2 separate regions of the Sus scrofa genome follow, and region 1 is linked to region 2. Evidence: chromatin contacts called from public HiChIP or PLAC-seq data. All regions are on one chromosome and are shown on one strand. Each heading gives the region's core, a stretch centred on a gene start, on an enhancer-like site or on the middle of the called end of the contact. The rest is flanking DNA. Distances are from core to core; before and after follow the strand shown. Region 1 overlaps SVIL (supervillin). Region 2 has its middle 120 kb from the start of JCAD.

What was found. HiChIP or PLAC-seq counts read pairs in DNA pulled down with a chosen protein or histone mark.
Region 1: a contact with region 2 is called in an H3K27ac HiChIP or PLAC-seq map of skeletal muscle. The contact joins two enhancer-like sites. A contact is called at or near these places in 1 of 47 Hi-C or Micro-C datasets (skeletal muscle) and 2 of 2 datasets of contacts at active chromatin or transcription factors (alveolar macrophages and skeletal muscle).

What each region holds. Positions count from the first base shown.
Region 1 is chr10:41,192,001-41,199,140 of Sscrofa11.1, reverse strand. All of the region lies in intron 1 of SVIL (supervillin), which reads right to left. Among named protein-coding and RNA genes, the nearest start is that of SVIL, 19 kb to the right of the region's middle. Within about 2 kb of position 2,585, at least 4 of the 83 cell types and tissues checked have an H3K27ac peak or open chromatin away from gene starts, as enhancers often do. A contact at or near this core is called in skeletal muscle, where this site is marked.
Region 2 is chr10:41,027,097-41,033,391 of Sscrofa11.1, reverse strand. No RefSeq gene overlaps it. Among named protein-coding and RNA genes, the nearest start is that of JCAD, 120 kb to the right of the region's middle. Within about 2 kb of position 4,156, at least 12 of the 83 cell types and tissues checked have an H3K27ac peak or open chromatin away from gene starts, as enhancers often do. A contact at or near this core is called in skeletal muscle, where this site is marked.

The DNA of each region.
Region 1 (7,140 bases), core at 1,336-3,835, 170 kb before region 2:
TCTGAATAAAATGGCCAAGAAAAAAAAAAGGTTTAATTTTTTATTAGAGTTCAGCTGATTTACAATGTTGTGCCAATCTCTGCTGGGCCAAGAAAAAAATTTAAATTATTTTTTGCAAATTCTGGACTTGTAACTATGGCCAGCTCTATAAAATCTTGGATTCTTTTTTTTTTTTTTTGATTCTTGAATTAAATCAGAAGCAAAAAAAAAAAAGCAACATTTTTAGATGGAGCGATGGTAAAATAAATTATCATTTACTTATGAAAATGTTAGAAAGTTATGAGGAAAAGATAAAAGATACTGTTGAAAGAAAGATTTTTACTTTGCCACCAATTGCCCATTAAAAAAAAAACCACAGAATTTCTAGTAATATCAAAGATAACTCAATTTGGGAGTTCCCTTCGTGGCTCAGCAGTTAACAGACCCAACTAGGATCCATAAGGATGTGGGTTCGATCCCTGGCCTTGCTCACTGGGTTAAGGATCCGTGGTTGCCGTGAGCTGTGGTGTGGGCTGGCAGCTGTAGCTCCAATTCAACCCTAGCCTGGGAACTTCCATATGCAGCAAGTGCAGGCCTAAAAAAAAAGCAGAAAAAAAAAAAAAAAAAAAAAAAAAACATAACTAAATTCAAAATTTGAAAAATTATAAATAGTTTTCTTTAGCTTTAGACATTGCCCATTAGTGCTATGGGTATGTTTTGTCTCATAAGACTTTTGATTATCAATTCATAGACTAAAAAAACTGAACTCATAGCATACATACTTTTTTTTTTTAATTTTTTTTTTTCTTTTCTAGGGCCGCTCCTGCGGCATATGGCGGTCCCCAGGCTAGGGGTCGAATTGGAGCTGTAGCTGCTGGCCTACGCCGGAGCCACAGCAACTTGGCATCCGAGTCGCGTCTGTGACCTACATCACAGATCACGGCAATGCTGGATCCTTAACCCACTGAACGAGGCCAGGGATCGAACCCACAACCTCGTGGTTCCTAGTCAGATTCGTCAATCACTGAGCCACGAAGGGAACTCCAGCATAGATATTTTTGAATCTTTTACATCTGCCAAAGGATTTCAACTAGATATGAAAATATAACAATATACAGACAGTACTCCTGAAATGTTGAGTCAAAACTTGAGGCTTTTACTATACTTCTATAATAAGACGTAACATAATATTTCTCTCAGTGCTTCATTCCATTGTATGATATTGTTAGTATGGAAATTTATATCAAAATTGATACTTTTCATAAATAAAAATAATAGCTTTACATTTTCATAACGGATTGAAATGCAGAATTTTTAATTGAAATCAAAAGCATTATATGAATTGCCTTCAATCCACAATAAAAATCTGAAGAACACTTTATTGAGCTTGATAAATTTAGAGTTTCAATTTTTAGACTATCCTTTTGAATTTGATGTTAATGATTCTGAGGTGGCATAAGAGTTAAGAAATTTAAATGACTTGAACAAACATAGCTTTACAACTGATAAACTTCTTTTTCAAAAAGTCAAATCAATTCTTCTAAAAAGATGAACCAGTTCTGCCAATTTGAAGGGCAAATACTAAAGGAAAATTATTTTTGACACTTGATTCAGTTATTAGAAAACAAGTATGTTTCAGTCTTGGTTACATAAATCTACTTTTTCAACTATAAATTTTAAGAATTTCTTTTCTTTTTTTTTTTTTTTTTTTTTAGGGCTGCATCCACGGCATATGGAAGTTCCCAGGCCAGGGGTCAAATTGGAGCTGCAGCTGCCTGCCACACCACAGCAACACTGGATCTGAGCAGCGTCTGCGACCTACACTGCAGCTCACAGCAAGGCCAGATCCTTAACCCACTGAGCAAGACCAGGGATTGAACCTGCATCCTCATGGATACTAGTCAGGTTCATTACCGCTGAGCCACAACAGAAACCCCCAATTTTATGAAATTTAAACCCAAGGATTTTAAATGAAGATACAGTGTCTGAACCTAGATATGCAACAACTCTAACATACATACCAAATTTCAAGACTTAGTACAGGAAAATAAAGAAGAATCAATATTTTATACTGTTTACGTGTTGAAATAACAACATTTTGGGAAGAGTGAGTTAGGGAAAATGTTATTAAAATTAGTTTTACCTATTTCTTTTTAATTTTTTCAATACGATTATAAGAAAATTTTAAATTATATATGTGGCTTATATTATATATCTACTAAATAGCTAGAGATACTGGCTACTCAAAGCAGTCTTTTTTTTTTTTGCCAGAAACATCAATATCATCTGAAAGCTTCTTATAAATGAAGATTTTAGATGCCAGTTGAAATCTACTGAATCGTAATTTTATTGAAAATCCCAGGTTTGGCCAAGCAATAGAAAACATATTTAAACTTTTGCCTGAGACAACCAAAAACAAATAAACACATCCCCTCCCTCTGAGGGGGAAAAAAGAGAGAGAAAGGAAAGCAAAAGAAACTTACATAATATATATGAAATAAGGGTTTTCAGGAAATAGGACATCAGGAAGCAAATGAAGTGAGCCTATGAGTATCCCAGCTTACACTTTAGGAGACCTCCTGGCCAAGACACAGAGAGAGAGAATCCAGGAAAAGTCCAGAAGAGTCCTTGAGTTGGGGATATAGAGCTGAGTGTGTGGGACTACTAGGGTTGGTAGGAAAAAGAAGAAAGCTGCAAAGAGAGAAAACTCCAGATATCTGCAAAAAGTCACCCTTGAGTATTGAGCTGAGTACTGATCCATGCATGTGTGTGACCAAACTATCTGTGGCTGGGGGGAAATACCAGAAAGGATTAGAGGTAACACGGCCTGGTTCTCACACAGGGCCAAGAATAGTACCTGTTTCCACCAGACTGAAAAAGCTCATAAATCAAGGGCATTAAGCACTCAGGAAAAACTTGCCTTTTAGGGGGAAATATTAGCCCTAGACTGAGCACTGCTGCACTCCACCTAACAAGCCTTAAAAGCAAGATACCAAAGAATCAAATGCCTACAACTAATTTAGCACTGGTCCAAAAAGAAGATCAAGAATATTTATAGTAATATAAAAATATCCAGAACCCAAGAAGATAAAAATAACAATATCTGTCATCCAATTAAAAAAAAAAAATCCTAGGCACTCAAAGAAGCAAGAAAATCCAACCTATAATGAGGGAACTATCAAACAATTTAAACAGACCCAGAATTAAAACGGATATTAGAATTATCAGATAAGGACAGAGATTCAAAATTTCAGAGACATGAATATATAGAAAATCACAAGTCAAATTTTTAGAGACAAAATCCATAATGTGTGAGATGAAAAATACAATGGATAAAACCAATGGTCTAAAAGACATTCAGAAGAAAATATCAGTGAAGTTGAAGACATAGCAATAGAAACATCTAAAATGAGAAAAGAAATATTTTAAATGAACAGAGCATGAATGAACTGTAGAGACAGCTCAGGCATTGTGATATACATGTAAATGGAGCCCCCATGTCAGAGCAGAGGAAGAAAAAAAAATTAAAGAAATAATAACTGAAAATACTTCAAATCTAATAAAAATATAAATACAAAGAAACAAGGAGCTCAAACTAATCCCAAGCACAGGAAATACATAACAAAGCACATCATAAATTGCTCAAAACCAATGATAAAGAAAAAAAGTCTTGAAAGCAATCGGGAAAAAAATACATCATATTAGAACAAAGATAAGGATAACAGCAGATTATACATCAAAAACAAAGTGACAAAACACTCAAGCAACATCTTTAAGGAAGTGAAGGGAAAAAATTGTCCATTTAGAATTCTATACTCTGCAAAATTATACTGCAAAAATAAAGGCAAATAAGGACATTATCAGATATGTAAAAGCGGAAAGAACTCATCGACAGCAGCCCTGCATAAGGAGAGATGTTAAAGGGAGATCTTTTAAACAGAAGGGAAATGATATCATGTAGAAATATGGATATACACAAAGGAATGAAGAACATTAGAAATGGCAATTACCTAAGGAAATATACGTTTTTTTTTTTCTTTCTATCATTTAAATCTCCTTAAAAGAGAAACGACCTCTACAACAAAAATAAGGGAGTTCCCTTGTGTCACAGTGGTTAAGGACCCAGCATTATCACTGCAGTGGCTTCCCCGGTTGCTGCTGTGGCACCGGTTCAGTCCCTGGCCTAGGAACTTCCACATGCAGAGGATGTGGCTAAGTAAATAAAACAAAAATAATAATTTATACGGAGTTAGCTACATATATAAAAGTAAAGTGTATGACAACAGTAATACAAAGGCCAAGACAGAAGTATACTATTGTAAGTGTCTTATAATACAGGTAAAGAAATCATCACCTCAGGGCAGATGATTAAAGATGTAAACTATACACCCTAAAGCAACTACTTATATAACTAAAAGAGAGAGGTAATAATACATCAAAGGAGAGAAAATGGAATCATAAAAAATTCTCAATCCAAAAGAATGCAGAAAAACAGGAAAAAAGAATAAAGGACAGGATAAACAAATATCAAGATAAACAGACTTCAAACTAATGATATCAAAATACATTAAATGTAAATGGTCTAAATAAACCAAATGAAAAGGCAGATACTACCAATCTGGAAAAATAAAAGCAGAATCCGAAGGCCATACGACCATCAAGAAATGCACTTTAATATAAAGATACATGGAAAAAGATATACCATGCTAACACTGCCCCAAAGAAAACTCAGGTGGCTTTATTAATAACAAATGGAGGAGGTTTTACAGCCAAGAATATCATCTGGTATAAAGAAAGTCATTTCATAATGAAAAATGTCCAGTTCCTCAACAGGACGTGACAATCCTAACATCATTCAACTTGACTCTGCTTCCCAACGAATGAAGCAAAAACCGACAGAACTGCAAGCAGACAGACCAACTCACAAGAACAGTCACATATTTCAAGGCTGCTTTCTTCCATATTTAGTACGACAAGTAGACAGAAAATCAATAAAGATAGAAAAGAGTTGAACAAGATCCCCAGGTGATCTGCATGCATATTGAGGCTTGAGGCACCATTTGACCCTATTCATAACGTGCACAAAGTCCATATTCAGGCCAGCTTCCAGCAAATTTTTCTTTTGGCTTTTTATCAGTATCCTCATAACTGGTACAGGCATATCTCATTTTACTGCATCCTGCTTTACTGCACTTGATACTGTGTTTTTTTACAAACTGATACGGATACAAGTGAAAACTCTGCATCAATCAAGTCTATTGGTGCCCTTTTTCCAAGAGCAATTCCTGTCTGTGTGTTATGTTTTGGTAATTCTTGCAATATTTCAAACTTTTCCGATATTATATTAGTTTGATGATCTGTCACTGATCTTTGATGTTGCTACTACAACTTGCTGAAGAGTCGGATGATAGTTATGTTTTAGCAAGAAATTTTTTTTTTCTTTTTCTGGGCACTTGGAAGTTCCCAGGCCAGGGGTCAGATTGGAGCTGAGGCCTATGCCACAGCCATGGCAATGCCAGATCCTTAACCCCTGAGTAAGGCCAGGGATAGAACCTGCATCCTCACAGAGACACCATCAGGTTCTCAACCCGCTGAGCCACAACAGGAACGCCCAAAAGTATTTTTTAATTAAAACATGTACATTGTTTGTTATGCTACTACACACCTAATAGACATGAACAAAATTTTTATGTTTACTGGGAAACCAAAAAATTTGTGTGACTTGCTTTATTGTGACATTTGCTTTATGGCACTGGTCTGGAACCAAATCTGCAATACTACTCCAAGGAATGCCAGTATTCTCTTGTCTGTCTTTCAGGCTAATCAGGAGTCACAGGAGAAGGTGCTTTTAAGAAAGCTAATCTGATTATTAAATGTTTTTAAATGTCATGCCTGAGGCCACGTGCAAGTACCCAGGCCAAGGACTGAACCTCGCGTACATGCGTCAGAGCAGCAACCCAGGCCGCTACAGTCACGACTCTGGATCTTTAACCCACTGCACCACAAGGGAACTCCTAAGGAAGCCAATCTTAAAAAAAGTCATCACAGAAGCTAAACGTGGTAGCGGTGAAAGAGTCTGGATTACTCATCTTAAAGACCTAAAAATAACACCAGCTCCACCACTTAGATTTAAGCTTCTTGTGACTTAAGGTTCTCATCTACGGGACCACACTAAGAGCTACAGTGAAGTAACATATAGACAATGCCTAGCACACAGCCTACCCCAGAATGCACCAACATTCATTCCTTTCCCACCAGCACTGACTAATCAGTAAACACTCCTGGACCAGATTAGCTTTCTATCCCATATGCTTGAATGATTTCAGTAAGGATGGGGAAAGCATGCCGCTATCTCTATTTTGATTACTGAAAATCCTGACACACCACTGAACTCCAGCAATACTTTTCCTTCTAACCTTCAGTGAAAAGCTTTATTTTATCTACGGTGGTCACGGACATCCTTCTCACCGTTCCTGCCTTCCATCTCATAATGGATGAAGCGAGGAAGGAAGAAGTTCGATGTATAACAAAGTTTTTAAATTGTGGCAAATATATTTTCAAAAACGATAAATATCTGTAAGGATTTTTTAACAATCCCATTGGAAAACAGCACCTGGGATGGACCTAATCAAGAGTGCAAAAATGGGGCTGAGAGTCAGAAGACATGGAGTGCCCACTGTGGCATAGTGGGCTAAGGATCTGGCATCGCAGCTGCTGCAGGTCTGATTCAATTCCGGGCCTGGGAACTTCATATGTCACAAGTGTGGTCAAAAAAAGAAAAAAAAATTTTTTTAAAGGATTCAGAAGACATGGGATCCAGGCCACACCCCTAGTACCCACTTCTTTATGATCTCTAGTAGAATATTTTTCTTTGTAAGCCTTCATTTCCTCATCTAAAAAAGAGAAGACAAGCCCGGTTCATCTTATAGACTACAAAAAGAGTTAAAATGAAATGCACGTGAAACTATAAAAAACACACTTAGGTACAAGGTATTATTATTTTCAATGATCATGGTAATTGGTTCCTCCCATTAATATGGCAAATCAAGAGGTAATGGGGGGGGACAAAAATGGTCAAAGGTTAAGTCGTGCTTTTTTCTCCTTTTTAGATCTAAGCTCTCAATACTGTGTTAGCAACCAGGAGTTTTTATAACTCACACA
Region 2 (6,295 bases), core at 2,907-5,406:
CTTTCTTTCTTTCTCTCTCCCGCTCTCTCTTTCTTTTTCTTTTGTCCCCATGGGATATGGAGCTCCCAGGCCAGATCCGAGTCACAGTTGTGAGCTACACCACAGCTGCAGCAATGCCGGATCCCACTGTGCCTGGCTGGGGTCCGAACCCATCCCAGCAATCCATAGATGCCACCGATTCATTAAGCCATAGCGGAAACTCCTCAGCCTTCATTTTCTGAGAGGGCTCTCACACCGTGCCCTCTGCCCTCGGCCAGGACTGTGCCCTGCTCTAGGTCCCACCACCCTTGTCTGTCACAGCACAGATCACACGCATTGAGACCATTTTTCTCCTCCCCCCCCATAAATGGTAAATACCTTCTGTGTCCAGTGCACATTGTGGAAATATTCACAGTAAAGCACTTACTTGTTCAGAGATAGACATGGAAACGTGGATGGGGACACAGTCAAACATTTGAAGACATCCTCCAGAAGCTTTTTTTTTTTTAATTTTTAAATTTGGGAAGTGGTTTATTTTGAGAAAGATATAAGTTGACTTTTTTTTTTTTTTTTTTTTTTTTTTTTTTTTGTCTTTTTGCCATTTCTTGGGCCGCTTCCTTGGCACATGGAGGTTCCCAGGCCAGGGGTCCAATCAGAGCTGTAGCCACCAGCCTACACCAGAGCCACAGCAACGCGGGATCCGAGCTGCGTCTGCAACCTACACCACAGCTCACAGCAACGCCGGATCCCCAACCCACTGAGCAAGGGCAGGGATCGAACCCGCAACCTCATGGTTCCTAGTTGGATTCGCCAACCATTGCGCCACAACGGGAACTCCTAAGTTGACACTTTTTAAAAAGAGCTTATATATTGTAAATTAACAATATATCCAAAAAACCAAAGTGCTTATAGATAAAAAAAATAAGTCCAAAAGACTATTTTTATTTATTTTTTATATTTTTAGGGCCATATGGAGGTTCCCAGGCTAGGGTTGAATTGGAGCTGCAGCCACCGGCCTACACCACAGCCACAGCAACACAGGATCCAAGGTGCATCTGCAACCTACACCACAGATCACAGCAATGCTGGATCCTTAGCTCACTGAACGAGGTCAGGGATCAAACCCACGTCCTTGTGGATACTAGCCGCGTTTATTAACCACTGAGCTATGATGGGAATTCCCCCAAAGTGTACTTTTAAAACAGATATGGGAGTTCCCATCATGGCTCAGGGGGTTAAGAACCCAACATAGTGTCTGTGAGGTTGCAGGTTCGATCCCCAGCCTCACTCAGTGGGTTAAGAATCGGGCATTGCGGCAAGCTGTGGCATAGGTCACAGATGTGGCTCAGATCTGGTGTTGCTGTGGCTATGGCATAGGCTTCGGCTGCAGCTCCAATTTGACCCCCAGCCCAGGAACTTCCATATGCCACAGGTGTAGCCAAAAAATCCAAACCAAACCAAAACCAAACCAAAAAAATAGATAGGCCGCAGTCTATCTCACACCCTCAGGTGTGTTCCTGCTGAAGCATGGCGGTGTTGTGAGGTCTTTCACATTCTCTAAAGTTGTCCAGAAAATTCTGCTACATGGGTAGTCATAGGGGAAAAAACGTACAAGTAAAATTGGAACATGGGCTTCGGCCTCCTTATCAACAAGACCAGGGATCCCCAGTGAGGGTCAGAGATGGAAATGTTTTTCTTTTAAAAAAAAATTTTTTCGGAGTCTAATTAGCTTACACTGTTGTGTTAGTTTCAGGTGTTAGCCAAGTGAGTCAGTTCTCCATATGCACTTAGCCATTCTTTTCCTGATTCTTTTCCTCCAGATGATCAGACCAAGTGAGATCAGTCAGACAGAACACATGTCATGTGATATCACTTCTATGTGGAATCAAATTCTTTTCTTTTTTTCTTTTTTTAGGGCTGCACTTAAGGCATATGGAAGTCCCCAGGCCAGGGGTCGAATGGGAGCTGCAGCTGCCAGCCTACACCACGACCACAGCAATACGGGATCTGAGCTCTGTCTGAGAACTATCCCACAGCTCATGGCAATGCCAGATCCTTAACCCACCGAGTGAGGCTAGGGATCGAACCCTCATTCTCATGGATACTAGTTGGCTTCGTTTCTGCTGAGCCACAATGGGAACTTCTATGTGGAATCTAATTTTTAAAATGATACAGATGAACTTATTTACAAAATAGAAATGTCTTGCTTTGCAAACACTATGGCAGTTTGGGCGAACCTGCAGCTCGCATTCTTTTGCCTGGGAAGGGCTTACTGACTGTCAACCTTCCAAGGAGCATGACTCTGTAGGGGCATGTAGAATTAAGTCGTGTTCCTAGAATAGGGCAGCAAAATCCCTCTGTTGAGCAAAAGTCACCGTGCTGAGGTGAAGGAGTTTTTTGGCGTGGGACAGAATGTTCCAGCACAAGCATAGCTATGCCGGAGCCCTGATTATGAAAGGCAGAAGAGCTTGGTTCTTACCTACAATGCTCAGTAAAAGACTGCCCCGAAAGCCACCTGATGGAGTCAGGGGGTCCACACCCCAAGTTTTCATTGCTAACTGTCAGTCTGAGGAATCTTCTTGTGAGCAAACCAGGAACCCACCTGATGGAGGCCAGTCGAGCCAGCCCAAGAAAGAAGCCTGGCTTCTGCCACCCGGGTTGCCCCACCGAGGGGACACCAGCTGTTGCCACCTCGTCCGTGCCCAGGAGGCGGCCAGCATGATTCACGGGCCTATTTGAGGGAGGTGACCTGAGCCCGTGTTTCACAAGGCCCTCGAGGGGAACAGCCTGCCCTCTCTGCTTCTTCCTCCTGCGGCTGCAGCCTGAGCAATGTCAAAGCCATCGTCACGGAGACACTAGGTCGGGTTTTTAACCCACTGAGCCACAACGTCAGCTCCCCTAGTGGGTTTTCTGTGCACTGATTTCTCTCCAGTTGGAAGACAGTAGCTTTCCCCTCCTGGGAAATTCTACGTGCAGAACTGCTGTTTAGGTTTCTCGGGTTGGGCCAAAGGAAACCAGCCCAGGCAGCTCTGGGAACAGTAGACGGGGTCTGAATGGGCTGGGCTTGGTCTGGCTTTGATGAGGTGTGAGGAACACAATTCCACTGGCCACCATGTGGCCGCCAGAGTGGGAGCTTTCCAAAAGAAGCGTCTGTTCACAGTTCCTCGCCCCTGGCTGTTTTTGATTTGTTTTTTAAGCTTAACATTTATCTATTTATTACTGTTTTTATTTTTTTGCCTTTTCTTTTTCTTTCTTTTTTTTTTTTTTTTTTCTTTTTTTTGGTCTTTCTAGGGCTGCACCCACGGCATATGGAGGTTCCCAGGCTAGAGGTCAAATCAGAACTGCAGCCGCCGGCCTATACCACAGCCACAGCAACACAGGATCCAAGCCTGTCTGCGAGCTACACCACAGCTCACGGCAATGCCAGATCCTTAACCCGCTGAGCAAGGCCAGGGATCAAGCGCCCATCCTCATGGATGCTGACCTGGGTCGTTAACCACGGAGCCACGACGGGAACTCCTGTTTTAATTTTTATGGTCGCACCACGGCATATGGAAGGTCCTGGGCCAGGGATCCAACCTGTGCCTCCCGCAGCAGCCCCAGCTGCAGTCAGGTTCTTAACCTGCTGCGCCACAGTGGGAAATCCACCTCTGGCTGTTTGGAGGGTCAACCTGAGAGGTTCTTCTGGGCTAATGATCCTCTTCCTCTGGCGCTGGTAGAAGGAATCCAGGCACCACGCGGGCCAAAGGAATGTGGGTGTTTCTCATCTGAGCTGGATTTGGACATGGGGTCCACGAATCTTGGAAAAAATCCCTCAGAAAATGCATCCCAGGTCTGTTAGCCGCAGTCTGTTCCCTGTTCAGGTACCTTGGCCGAGAGTCACTCCCTGCCTCCATCACATTTAAATCACAAACTCCTCCTTAGACCTGGAAACAAAACAAAACATGGACTGTGGCCACCGTGGCTTGTTCTCTGAATTGTCCAAACGGTCCAAGAAAAAAAATGGGGGTACATTTGACAGATTCCTCTTGCCTCCCAGACAGATTGTGATTCACTGGGAAAATGTTCCCTGTGGTTTTTAGAGCAGTTTCAAGCAACAGCCCTATGCCTGGGGCTAGAAGACCAGTTTCTAAATGACCCGTAATAAACCTTGTTGCTGGGCAGAGTTTCCCTTATGAAATTTGAGACCTCAGCTAGTTCCAGGTTCAAGCAGAGCAAAGCACATCGGCTGATCTCACCAAAATCTCTCCTAGACCTTTGACCTTTGTTTATGAAGCATACTATTAAGCCTTTGCCCCACTCGTGAAATGCACTCACCCCTGCCCCCTCCATGAAACGTTGTTCTGCAGAAAAACTCGGCTGAAGTGTATGTCCAGTTTAAGATATGGAGATAGAATATTTGACATGGTTTGTGGTTTTCGCTTTCTTTCCTTCTTACTTACTTTCTTTCTTTTTAGGGCCAAACATGTGGCATATGGAGATTCTGAGGCTAGGGGTTGAATCAGAGCCGTAGCTGCTGGCCTACACCACAGCCAAAGCAATGCAGGATCTGGGCTTGTCTGTGACCTACACCACAGCTCATGGCAATGCCAGATCCTTAGCCCACTGAGCGAGGCCAGGGATTGAACCCAGATCCTCATGGATACTGGTTGGGTTTGTTAATGCTGAGCCATAACGGGAACTCCATAAGATTGATATTAACGGAAACACATCACTATATCTTTTTTTTTTTTTTTTTTTTTTTTTTTTTGCCTTTTTGTCTTTTTAGGGCCACACCTGCGGCACATGGAGGTTCCCAGGCTAGGAGTCTGATCGGAGCTATAGTTGCCGGCCACAGCCACAGCCACAGCAACACCAGATCTGAGCCATGTCTGAGATCTACACCACAGCTCACAGCAACGCCGGATCCTTAATCCACTGAGCGAAGCCAGGGATTGAACCCGCAACCTCATGGTTCTTAGTCGGATTTGTTTCCCCTGCACCACAATGGGAACTCCACATTTCACGATATCTTAATACTACATCTCAACTCTCAGCCCCTTCCAAATTTTTTTCTCATTCATCTCCCAGATATGACATCTTTATCAATTTCTTCCCTGAGGGGCTGGGAAGTGCCATCCTTCCGCCTGCAGAGATAAGTAAACTGAGGTTCTGTGGATCTTGTTTGTTTTCTGGAGCACGGAAGTCTATTGGCTTAGGTTTATATGCTGAAGTTTCATCAGCCCTTGGTCTGCTTGCTATAGCATGATGGCCTTTTCTTTTCCTTCTTTCTCTTAGAAATGTGGGTCTGAAGCCCCCCTTTCCTGAGTACTGTTAGCAGATGAACATACTGAAAGGTGATGAGTGCAAAGGAACTTGGCCACCAGCCAATCGGTATATCAAAAGGATGAGCATGTAAGAGATGAGACCTGTGTGGCTTTTCCCATCGCTGAGGTCGCAGTGAGTTTGTGGTGCAGGAACAAAGCCTCGCCTTCTGTGGCCCTTTGTGTAGAGAGTACGAATCGGGGCTGTGACTCTGTTTTCCAGGAGCGGATCGGAACCCCATCTAGACGAATGCTGGGTCACAAACCCTCGGTGGGTGCGGCCAAGTCCTGGGACTCTGCAGCTGTGTCTGCTCTCGGGTGACAGACAGGGCGCCGCTGGAGGGCCAGCGGGCATCCTGGGACTCGGGCTCGGTCCCTCAGGCCTCTTTGTCTCCTCCTTTCGCTGAGATCCTGGGAATGAGGCGTGGTGGCCCAAGAGAAACCAGAGCCTCCAGATTCCTTTTTACAAACCTTTGTCCACTTTATTTAAAACATAGGCAGAGCGTGGACAGGCTGTTCAGCCCTGATCTAACATTATCCTCCACGCAGCTATCTGTCACCAGCCCATCAAATTCCTGAGAAACCAGCTACCCGTAGAATATTTGCCTCAATTCCGTCCATGGTGATCAAGACCATAGTATACATTTTTAGAGGGGACAGCCAAACACTTGTCTTTAATAGGAATAATTATTATATTTATAATTATCTATATATAATTATAATAAATTATAACCATACAGTAAGTATATATGTATAATTATAATAAATTATAATTATTTAAGTATGTATTTATAATAAATTATAATATAAATAACTTCTAAATATACATTTCATATTACAATAAATTAATAATAAATATAATATAATTGAAATATAATACATAAATTCATACAAATTCATATTATAATAAATAGGAGTATGTTATATTCAGTGGTGGTATGGTGTGTATATATAAATACCTATATGTATTTATATTCAACTGTTGTTGAATTTATCAGAGCCCACCTGATGTC